Linked DNA regions of Triticum aestivum: region 2 is linked to region 1. A link is a contact called in public Hi-C data. All regions are on one chromosome and are shown on one strand. The core of a region is the stretch at or near the end of the contact, and the rest is flanking DNA. Distances in the headings are between cores, read along the strand shown.

Region 1 (6,166 bases), core at 2,731-5,230:
AGTACATGATAATCAATACGACTGCTCCTGATAATAAGAAGGTAGCTATATGAATAACATATCGAAGTAGTGATGATGGATGTACATAGGAGGAGAGGTTTAGTTGAATAATATTACCATGTTATGGAAAGCATAGATATTCTGATGAGCTGACAATTGCTTGAGCTTTGATACGTTGTATTCTTGCCCTGCACATAAGGTCGCGACTTCAGCTTGCGGCGTGGACACTATGATTCTGCACCCCATGTTGTTGTTTGGGAAGCACCTTTTGACCCGATCCCACTCCTCGATGGTGGATAGGTCATTGATCACAATCAGATACCTCTTCCGGTTCACATACCCCCATAAAACTCCTGAGCCAACTGTTGCGGGGTCTTCTGGTCCATTTCGAGCATAACAGCAGTTATTGTACTATGATGAAACTGCTCTACTAAGCTCTCGACGAATTCCTTTCGATCAAAAGGATGTGTCAGCCTGACCCAAGCTCGGTATGGGAATTTGGCTGTGACATCTGGATTCTCATAGACCGCCCTGATGATAGATGTCTGCCCGAGATCAGCACTTGTCCTCCACACGGCGATCACCCCAAGCCCCAGGTCATTAGTCTCGTCCTGGCAGTTGACCATGAGCAGCTGAGCAAGATCCATGTTTGATTGTTTGTGCTTCTCGGCGGCGTCATGGATGCCAAACGTTGACGCTGCTGCAGACTTGTCAGTTGCTGGCTGCTTGGAGGAGGAAGAAGAAGCAGCTGATGAGCTATTGATGAGCCGGTAGCGTATGTTCCTCTGGCTGACATCATCCACTTTGGCCCTCAGTTCCTTCATCTGCTTCGCCACATCGTGCCGGTGCATCAGCCTGCCCCACCATGGTTTCCTGTTGACACGGACAGCGAAATCCTGGAGACAGTCCTCAACGACGTAGGCCACGTCGCGGACCTGCTTCACCCAGGTCTTCACCACCTTGTTATTGCCGTCTCCCTCATCGTGCGCCGACATGAGAAACGACTGCATCATCTCCAACTCCCCGGTGATGAAGGCCTGGTCATGCCCCACGCCCAGCTGCAGAGCCAACTCCTCCGCCACCGCCGATTTGGCGTAGCTAAGAGCTCCATTTAGCACTGACTTGCCGACGCTCAGCGCCGTTGCCTCCATGATTAATTGGTGAGTTGTGGATTGGTTGTGGTGGATAATCGTGGGGGACGATGGTTATATGGCAGCTAGTGGTTGGCTACTAGTAGTGCACAATATGTATGTGAAAGACAACATCACTTTACAGAGAGTGGTTAGCTACTAGTGCATAATATATACGTGAAAGACAGCATCACTTCACAAAGTGGTTAGCTACTAGTGCAAATAATACTTATACGTAAATGACAACATCACTTTACAGAGTGATTACGGTGCCAAGTTGCCAACTTGATCCTCCCTATACTAATAGTAAAATGTCAGTAGTTCATTAGCTAGCTAGCCCTCGATCAATTAGTATATATGCAGAGCATTATACGCATCCCACGCACAAAAAAGACTATGCATATGACAATGCACATTTGGGTCAAGGTGGTTGCTCCAAGAACAGCCACTACCACATGAACATGCATGCATCTTATAGACAAATAATGCAACAAGAGTAGAGTAGGTGACGATGAATTAAATAGCGGCCGGCCGCCGGTGAAAACAAAGGGCCGACAAATCAGCGCCCTAAAATACGCACCAATCAATCAAAAAATGACAAAACAATATGAGCTGCCTCATCGTAGTCGGTGAGGGGTGGTTGTTGAACCTCGCGTGTCCGTCCGGCAGCTTCCTCCTTAGGCCTTGTTTGGCAGGAGGGTATTTTAAGCCCCAATGTGGTTGGGGATTACAGGGGATTTGGTGAATCCCTCCCCTTCATCAAATCGCCTCCCATCCTCCAATAATCCCCAATCCTCAGCACCGTACTACAAATGAATGTGTTTGGTAGACAGTGATTGTTATATTGATAAAATCTTCCACTCCCTCCGAACCATATTAATTTGTCGTTTTGGTATAAAGTTGTACTAAATGAGCGACAATTAATATGGATCGGAAGTAATAGAAATCCATATTTTAAGTCAAGATAATGCAAATAATAAGCTTTCACCCGTTACATTGCAAGTCTACCGAGTGTCATACATCTAGGAGTCTGCCAAAAGTTCATTAGGGTTGTTTGGATGATAGCCAGCAATAGCCGAACCAATTTTTTGGCGTTGACCATGCGCGTGGGCACTCATCTGGATGGGAGCCCCAGTTTCGGTTCTTAACCAATTTTTTGGCCACCATTCAATCCCTGCACACTTTTTACGCCAACAAGCCGGTGAGACCATGGCGGCAAAAACCTGCGCCAAAAAATTGGCATGGCGCGATTTGGTGGGGCTAGCCTGGGCACTATCCATACAGCCCCATAGTAACAAATTGCCAACTTTTTATCGTACGAGAAATCAAAGAAGCCAGAGTTCCCCACTATTAAGTGAACGAAAGGTAAAAGTAGCAACCACTAAGCTTTAACTAGCCGCTTCGATTTCCATTATCTACAACTATGCTGCCCTCTAGCAAACATGAGATTAATTTTCATGCCCAGACTATGCTATGAAAAAATACCACGGAGAAGCTTGGATACTGATTTGTGGTAACTTACCGAACAACAAGTGTACAAAAACAATACCAAGCATTGGAACTTTTCTTCTTTCCTCCTGCTGCTCACCTTTGGCATTATAGTGTCCACCAGCAAGAACCTCCATCATAAGCAGCAGGAGGACAGAAGAAAAGTGTCCACCAGCAAGAACCTCCCCTTTTTCTGCTCACCTTTGGCATGCACACAAGGTAAAGTTTAGCTACATTACACCAGTCGTTTGGGCATTAAACTTTTCGTTATAGTTTATAAACAAGACAGGAAGGCAAGATGACAATGCATGAGGAGTAGGAACATAGCTTCACAAGAATAGATCAACATTTTGTTATAGGATATATCAAGGATTGAAAGAAAGTATATTTGATATCAAGGACGATCAAAGAAAGTTCAGAGTTTACAAAAAAATCAGTGGAAACCACAAGCATATCTTAGAAACAACATACAGTTCGAAACTGCTACCATGCATAATTTTGCAAAAGTTTCAGATTTTACAAGGTGCATTCTCACATTCTGCCAGCCTTCCATGTAATCCATTCAAGATACCATGTTTACTGTATAAACAAATAAAATTCCTTTTCCAAGCCAAGGCCTAAGTGGCAGAAGATGGCGCTGTATCAACACGGTATATCTTGATAATGCATACTCGGTCCTTACATACAAATCGAAACATGGCATGCCATGGTCCATCATGCACCCAGTATTTTCGAAACAAATTGTAAATTTCCAACAGGCCATGACTACCTTTCATTCATGTGAAGTATATATAGTTATTAAAATACCCATATTGTAGGACTGTACTGCAGACAATTTTAGTGTTATCATGCAGGTTCAGATACATAACACAATATCATGCAGGTTCAGATACCAATTTTAATATATTTTTTTCAATTACAAGTTTAATTTTTTTTAATTGAAGACAAGATTAACTTTTAAAAATACATGGTCAACACTTTTTCTATACTTATTAAATATTTTATGAATGCTTGATTAATATTTTTCAAATACTTTTTAAATAAATTCAATTGCTTGATTAAAAAATTCAATACGTGATCAACTTTTTCATACGCATTTTATATTTTTTGTATACATTTTCCATATACTTGAGAAATATTTACTCTATACACATTTAACATTTTTAAGTGCTTGTTTAACAATTGTTTTCAAAAAATTTATGTCAATTTTCTTTTAGGGAATGTAAATTAAGTATAAACGAAAGTAAAAAAATGGAAATAAAAAAACGAGGCCATCGCCTCCCGCGCGCTTGGCCGGCCCATCTGGCACTCCCCCGGCGCGAGGCTTCCGTATGTCTCGCTGAGCGAGACATATGACAGACCCCGGCAAGGGGCCAGACCCTCCGCCTCCGGCACCGACAGACCCCGGCAAGCAAGCAGACGACTCCACCGCCGCCGCCGCCGAGGGTTAGGATTGGGGGCATAATGCTGCGTCTCATCTCCGGCCAAGCCCGCCCCAACCACCCACCCACGCCCTCTTCCCCTGGTGTGGCGACAGGGCCTCGCTGCCCGGCCAACTCACACCCCCTCTCGCCGTGCCCGCCGCGAAGTAGACGCCCGGCCGGCGGCGAGGACGGCGAGGTAAGCCAGCCAACCGCAGTAACACACATCCATGCCCTCTTTTCTTTTGTGTTGTTGGTAGGACGTGGGTGACAATATGAACTTGCTGAATCTGAACCTGAAAAAGCCTGTTTTGTCCTCTGTAACCACCAGCTCGACCTTTAATTAATTATTAAGTATCCCCCAAAGCGTTGCCCTCTTGATCTGTAAGCTTTGATTACCAGTATTAGCCACGGCAAATTATTTGACTTGATTCGATGTTGCTTCTAGTGAAAAATAAAACGTGTCATATGGCAATTCTGGTCAGACGGGTTACTACCTCGAGGAAATTAAGGCGCAAATATTGGTGGAAAGACAATCTCATTTATCTACAGTGGGGACACTTCTGAAGAAGAAAATTGCGCATTTTTGTATTTCTTAGCGGTCACCGACCCTGAATAATGAACCAAATTCAGCATCCTGAGTTACTCATTTTGTACAGCTTCACCCGCTGCCATCACCAGCTATCATCATTAATTATCCGCAAAGACCCAAAGTTGTCTATTTAATAACAATTTCATGGTGAGTGGAGACAGGTATTACGGCATACATAATACTAGGATCAGGATGGTGTCATTTTATACTAAAGATGCCTGCTTCCTGATGATGCCTTCCTTGAGCTGGTCATCTTGAGTTGTTCTCCAAAGTTTAGATTAAGAAATCTCAAGGGTTGGTAAGAGCAATTATTGGGTTGGTAAGAAGCAGGAGTTTGTCGATCATCATTCCGGCTTTTCTCAGAAACACATTAGGGTCGCAGGAGCTTTGTCTGGTTGTTTGGCTGCTTCTTGATGGCTTCAACAACTAGACTAAGCGTTCCCCAATCACCAAGCCATGACACTGTTTGGTGATTTCAGATCCTGAAGTGCGCAAGGAGGAGGCCACCACAGGTCCAAATCTTGCCGGGTCTACATTGATTAAAAGCCAGGTGTGTTGACCTTGATTTGGTTTTGTTCCTAGTTCTCTTGTCAATATCCTGGGTAGCGAAGTCGATTCAAAAAAATAAGCAGTTTTCCTTGCCATTACAAGCCAGGTATGGTGGTGATTCTTTGGTTTTCACTTGTAAAAGGAACAAGGGGGATTTGAAGATCAAATCCAGCCACTTGTCATCGGTTACAAGCTACCACACTCCGAGTTATACCCATCTCCCATAAGGATTCAGGATCTTCACGATTAAGCTTCAGTGACAACAAGACCAGCCAAGCATCAAGTCTCTTCTTTTCGTGATTGCTGTGACGGTTTCAGATTCAGAAGCGCAAAAGGTGGTTACCAAGAGTAACCTGGGTCTAACCTACGACAAGGAAGGTGCGTTGTTCTTCCCTAGTTTTCTGGCTATCTTAAAGTTGTACTCGGAAGAATCTCCTTCAGTTCAAATAAAAAGCATGTATGTTGTTTCTTGCAGCTATTTGTTCTCCATGCATCTGATATATTAGATAGACAGTGAGGAAATAGAGGACTAAGTTACATGTAACGATCACATTAGTGAACTATCCAAAAGCAGAGTACTCATATTGGCGAGCTAGCTGGTGTGGCAGATTGGTATTTTCAAACCTTGGGGCATTTTAAGTGAGATATCCTATACAGAAACGATGCATGTATGAAAGGTCATTTCCCTGTCACTCCTTCTTGTCAGTTAGTAAAATTAAGTTTGCTACAGTTGACTACTTATTTGGGGGCCTTTTAAGCTGAGATATCTCTATATCGAAGCGGAGCATGCATGGTCAGTTATTTAGTATCACTCATTTTTTCCGGTCAATAACATTAAGTTTATCACATTTGACTATAGCACAGTCTCTAGTGCTTCAGAATTCTCATGGATCTGCCTGTCATAAGTACTATTTTGTTTGATTACGACATTACGTAAGTTAGAGTTAGATAAGTTAATTGTGAAATCATTATGAGGATTACTTTGG
Region 2 (6,389 bases), core at 3,364-5,863, 140 kb after region 1:
ACCATAGAATTGAAACGATGTGCACTGCTTGAGAGGTTTTGTTTTAGTGCTAAATTAGCAACAGAAGATCTAGCTAATGGGCGAATACCATTTGGGGGATAACTGAGTGTCCAGTTATCAGCTGCAGCAAGCAGCAGGACTCTCTTCGATTCTCCTCAAGTTAGCATCTAATGCTTGCTCAAGACTGGGCTTGAGCTGCTTCAGGAGGACAGCAGAAACAGATAGACCACGAGCTTCCAGCAAGGAACAATGGCCAATTGATATTCGAACACATTCTGCAGCTGCTCTCAAGCCTCCAGCGGCTGCACAAGAAGACAACACATGCCTCTTTACCAGGAGTGCAAAGGACAAGACCTGCTGGGTAGCCCATGTAACCAGCTCAGATGCATAACATGACTCATCACCAAAAACTTCCACAGAATCACTGAGCGCCTGAGCTACAACTGAAAAAACTTGTTGAGCAAGTGCAGCAGTGTATGCCCCACCATATGAAGTGCTTGAAGGATGTATAGTTTGCAAATTACATTGAAGCCTTTGATTATGTGCACTGAGTAACACACTGTGAGCTCGAGGGCCATCACCAAGCCTTTTTAGAGCAGAAGTGGCAGCACGGAGCTCAATGCCATGAGTAGAAGACTGACAAGCAGCTTCAGCAAGCTGGTCTGTCAGCTTTTGACGATTATCAGAGACGACACTTCTCAAAGCCGAAATTTCAACTGTAGTTAGAGTTTGTGTCCGGTCTGCAGCAACTCGCTCCGCTTCATCTAGTGCATCTAGCGCTTCATCCACTCTTCTCTCAGCTAGCAAAACATCAACCATGTCTGGGAAATCTGCAGACCGTTTCTATATTTCTGAAGGCTCCTGGCCATCAACATTGGATATGTCCTCTTCTGTAGAACCTCCAGTGCCAGAGTCAGGGAATCTATCTGAACTCCTTCAGATAGACCATGGATTAAAGCTGCCTGTGTATTGAGTAAATTACTAATTGACAACCCCCAAGGACTTCTTCGTGTCGCATTGGAAGCTCAAGATGGGGTTGAGTCAAGATTCTTTTCTCCGGTAACCGACCGGTTACTGGAAATTCCCCTGCCTCCTGAATTTTCTTTGTGACCGTTTTTTCTTTAATTTTGAATTTAAACGTTAAGGCCATGTCAAATTGACCCTGTGTGCCCAATGGATCACACAATGGCTCATGTTTTACTAGAGAAGTCGATGACACCTTAGCCCAAGGTCGTGCGGTTGACTCCCCATGCTGCCGATTATATTTTTTGTGTGGTAGTCACGCTTGGAGGACAAAAACAATCACAGTGCGGCAAGGAGGATCGAACCCACGGCTTTGGCAAGCCCTTCACTTACCATTGCATTGTTTATATATCGGAATTTAGTCCATGATCAAATTATAACAATCTCATGAGAGTATGCATAGCAAAACTTTAATAACTATGTTCTCTCACGATAAGATCCCAACAAAATAGAGAATTATAATAAGCAATCTTAAAGCACCAACAATATGAGGAACATATGTGATGTCCCGATGGGGAACAAGATGGGAGTGGTTGCTTTGAGATTTGTGGGTTCACGTGGCGTTCTTATTATCGCTTTGGTCTGATACATATCTAGTTATCCTGTTTTTACCATGAAGTAGTTTTGTTCCATATATTTGCAGTCTGGAATACAGTCATTGATGGAGTTTACCGGAAATGCTTACTGAATTTCTAGTAAGATGGAGTCTCATTATGATTTCTTTCACGTTTCAGAAACCCTATTATATTGCCCATCACATAGGCCGTTTACACTGCTGTTATGGCAACATCGCCTGTGCCAAATTCTTACCGTCTTCAATCAGTTCACAAAGTAGCAGCTTCTATCCACTGATCCTTCAGATCCACTGATCCTTCTCTTCAGATCCTCAGGTGAGCTTATTATAATCCGTAAATCCTACTGATTTCTTTCTATTTATTAATGATTTAAATTTGTCTAAGTTTGTCATCTGAGAAACTTGAGAAGCTTGGGTGGACCTGCCTTGAGGCCTGTAGAGAAGACCCTGGGGCTGGGGGACAGCGTCGAATCCTACAGAGCATCTGGCATCCTGAACTGAGCATCCAACTGGGACAAGCTTGGTTGTTGATCCTTGCCAAACTAGAATTATATTGACCATTTTTCAACACCCATATCAACTGCTGGTGTACAGATTCAGAATGGTACGAGAGTCAGACATCCTCAGCTAGATGAGTACGTCTTTCCATGTCTCAGTTTGTTGGCGTCCGTCAATGAAACTAAAGAAGTATAGCATGTCGAGAGTGGGAGACACAGAACTGTTCATATGAAAATCAATTCCATTCATTGACTGACCATCATGTTGAACTGAAAACAGGGGCCTGCTGGAACGACTGGATCGCCGCAACCCTAGAAATCAGTAACTGCTGCTACCCACTTGCGTTCGGATTTCAGAGAAAATTCAGGGAGACAAACTTGAGCATACATATTAGTAGTAGAATATAGATGGGGGCGATTTGGGGGTTACCTTCTGAGCATATTACCGTTGTCGCCTGGGGTGGAGCCCTTCGTGGCTGAGCAGGCGGTTGAATCCATCTGCGCTGCTGCCGCCGATCCAGTGCGGGGTGAGGAGGGAGGGAGCTGTGCTACAGCGCGGGGTGTGCACCGCTGCTGCTGCCGGGCTCCATAAACTGTCCGGACGGACGGCCCGGTCAGTGCCTGGTCAGAGAAAAAAAAGTTGGCTTCCCAAGCCGGTCGCTCACGCGTGGGCTGACCGGCACCCTACAAACGCAGCTCAAATCTGAGGCGGGTATGTGTAGGACCCAGCCGCACACCGTGGACTGTCGAGCTCCAGCCGCACACCGTTTGGTGGCGGATCTGACGGCTAGGCCCCTCTGGCCGTCGACGCCTAACTGCACCGGCGACCACAAGGGGAAGGGGACGGCGAGGAAATGGCGGTTTCCTCCGCCCTTCTTCGTCTCTCCGTTTTATCTGTTTTTTTTAATGTTTAATTAGTATTGTCCGGTGATGAACACTTGTTCTTTTGGTTGCCCTACCTATGACTGTTACTATGTGATTGATGTCCGAATTATGTACTTTTGTTGCTAATGTGTTGATATATATATAGTTTTATGTTTTACATTGCATGAGTTGCATGGATACGAAGGAGACGCTTACAGAGGCAGCAAAATGAGGGGTGATTGGTCATGGTTCCCGGACGTTTGAAGTGGAAAATGAAGGGTGACCAGTCATGGTTCACGGACGTTAGAAGCCTCAAAATGAGGGGGTGACCGGTAGACCTGGCCATCCTCCGGGCCAGGCCGGGCTTTGGGCCGGGCCAGACCAAGCCTGAGGTAGAAAACTCAGGCCCAAGCCCGGCCCGGCCGTCGGGCCTACTTTTCAGGCCCAAGCCCAACCTGTCACGGCAAAAAAAACACCAGGCCTTGGGCCGGGCCTCTTCAGTAAATAGCAGAAATAACGGGCCCAGGCCCAGCCCGACCTAGTCTTCCGGCTCAAAACCTAGGCCCAGGCTCGGCCCGGGAGATGCGTCGGTCTGGGCTGCCCATGTCCAGGACTAGTGACCGGTCATGGTTCGCGGACGTTTGAAGGGCCGGATTAGTGGCCGTAGATGCTCTTTGAGTTTTACCATTACTATTTTCTCAGCATGGCACATAGGATGCACGCAGCGCATAGGATTCTTCTGCCGTCCGTGTCCGTCCCGGTGTGATAAACAAAGGCAGGTGGGGCGCGGGGTCTGTATCATATCATGGTGGGAGCAGCACCGAAAGGGACCAAAACTCGTGGGCCGTGTCGGGCACGGGTGCGACTTTTCTGGCACGCCCAGATCTGGCCTCGGTACCAGGCAATTAATACGAAATTAATGAATTCCGGCCGGAACGATCAGGCAGGCGCGAGCCAGCTGCGCAAACAACTACGTGCTCATAACAGACGCCACACAAAAGCCGCTAGAGATCAGGCCAGATGCGCACGCAAGCCGTGAGGCTCTCCTATCCTTTCTCCGTTTCTTCCTCTGCCCATGGCTCTGCCAAACCTCGCCGCCGGACGCTCCCGTCGTCGGCGCCTGCCCGCCGCCGGGCCGACCAGGCCTTCTCGACCCGACGCATGCGTGCGCTGGGCGTCGCTCGAAGCACGCCGCTGGATCGGACGTGTGACGTCGCCGTCGTCGTCCAAGCACGGCACACCGCCGGATCGATCCCCCCGTGTCGATGCAAGGCCGGCCGGGCCGTCGTCGGTGCACGTCGCCGGATCGGAAGTCGCCGCCGGCGAATCGCCCCGCCGGTGCCGACGTATGGCTGGGCCGGTCGTCCAACCACGTGCGCGCACCTGGCTGGATCGATTCGGTGAAGCACAACGTTTGATCCAAGTCGTGGACGAGAAGGAGGGATCGCCGTGCATCATCGGCTTGCCGCGAGGAAGCCAAATTTTCACAGGTAAATTCCTCTTCTTCTTTTTTTGTTTGCGATTGTTTGCATCAAAGTCCATGTTCGTTTCAAATCAGCTGACCCTCGTATAATCCTCGTGTTGAAAACCTCGCCGGTTATGGGAGACACCTCTGGCAAAGATGAGAAATTTAATTGACCTTCACGTTGGTAAGAACACACGGCTGTACACAGATCCATGCATAATCTCCCGGTCTGAAAACATAAAAGGAAAAAAATGACCAGAAAGGGAATCTAGCTTCTCTTGAGCTATTTATTTATTTACTTACTATCAAGGCCTGCAATATTCTGCACAAGAAACTACTAAACTTTTTTCAACAAGATGCCACATGTACAGTAATTCCTCTAGTTGTTGCTGCTGTACGAGATAATATTCCAAGTACCTTGGTCATACTGAGATGCCACAGTGCAGGTTTGTTCAGTGGCGAAAGAGTAGAGGATAGGATAACGAAAGCAGAGTCTGCCCAGGGTCATCCAACGATCGTGCCAGAACGAAACGGCCATGCCAAAGGTTTACTTCAATCCATTTAGCTAGAGATAGTCCACGATGTGCCATAGTATGCAAAGTTTGCACATTTCTAACCGGTCCTTTATAAACGGTTAGAGGAGTAAAAATACGGTTTTACTCCTCTAATCGGCACCTAGTCACCCTGAATGAAGGGAGGGGGGAGCTTGGCGGCGACGCGGACGTAGGGGTTGTGAATGGTCTGTGGTGGGCTGCTAGCTAGATGCCATGGGCGCCGAGGAGGGAGGGCGCCGCGGCGGGGAAGGGGAGCTTGAGCGGAGAAAGGAGTTGTGAATGGTCTGTGCTGGGCTGCTAGCTACATGCCATGAGGGACGGGGCAACTACCGCGGCGAGTGGGTGGGTGGTGGGACGCAGCTCCTCTGATGTGCCGTGACGCCCACTGACATGTGACCCCGGGCCCACGCGTCAGTGGCGCAACGTCAGCGGGCTGTACGTCAGAGGATCTGGCTCCTGGGTGGCGTGGTTTCGTCTCGCGGTCGGCGGCCAAGTACTAGAGCACCTGAAGAAAAGTTTTGCGAGAAAACCAAAGACTCGAGCGCCAAAATTTACTCAAAGATTACGTGCACAACAGACATGCGCTACTGAAGAAGCAAAGTCGATTATGGGCTTACTCCGGACAATAAAACTGTTATATTCACTACATGCAAGCAGTTATATATGTTAGCTTTTCTTTATATACTACACGAAACCAGAGGCATCATAAAGAAAATGTCAGGGGAATAGCTAAACAAAAGGGAAGGAAGGAAGTAGGCACCAGCTGCATATAATAGTTCACTTTAGTAAACATGTTTGCAAGATTGTACATATCGGATCATAATGACAACTCCTTAGGGTTCCATACATGACTTTGGGCAGGGTCAAAAAGTTGCCAAACGAAAAACTGTGGCATACACCCTAGATACCTCCCAACCAAGATTTGTTTCCATCTTTATCTTTGCTTAATTTGCTCTATTAGATTGTGAGAATAACATTCACATATTTTAGTTTATGTAATAACCGAAAAAGGCTTTGCCCCACTTTATATATAAAGCAAACCACCAGAGCCAATAAGTTCAACACAAAGATCCACACCACACGACACACACATGGTAGCACATGAGCAAAAGTACAAAGGTTAATGATGAGAGCACAACAACAAGCCCCAAGAAATAAAAGCAACATACAACAGCCACGGCAAAGCCACAACCATGGCTGCGGGAGGGTCCCATGGACTAATCCGGTTCAGGAGGTGGTGGGGGAAGTGGCTGAGCCAAGCGGAGAGCCAATGCCCAAAGATCTGTGATGAGGATGTCGATGGCGTCCCGGTCCGTCACACGGCTAAGCGACCGCCAGAGCTGCAAGTAGCCACACATTCTGTAGATAGCGTCAGAAGGTTGTCGAAGCGGAGTACGATGAATCACAAGCCT

Evidence for each region. Hi-C and Micro-C count contacts between places; a contact is called where the count stands out from the background.
Region 2: a contact with region 1 is called in a Hi-C map of leaf, with 2.5 times the contacts expected there. The contact joins the promoter of LOC123164457 here to the promoter of LOC123168983 in region 1. A contact is called at or near these places in 2 of 5 Hi-C or Micro-C datasets (both in leaf).

What each region holds. Positions count from the first base shown.
Region 1 is chr7D:21,825,357-21,831,522 of IWGSC CS RefSeq v2.1, forward strand. It overlaps LOC123168983 (disease resistance protein RPM1), which reads left to right and starts at 3,981. Exons shown (of 4, transcript XM_044586845.1): 1 at 3,981-5,181; 2 at 5,287-5,558.
Region 2 is chr7D:21,963,786-21,970,174 of IWGSC CS RefSeq v2.1, forward strand. It overlaps LOC123164457, which reads left to right and starts at 4,614. Exons shown (of 6, transcript XM_044581964.1): 1 at 4,614-6,389. It also overlaps the pseudogene LOC123170657.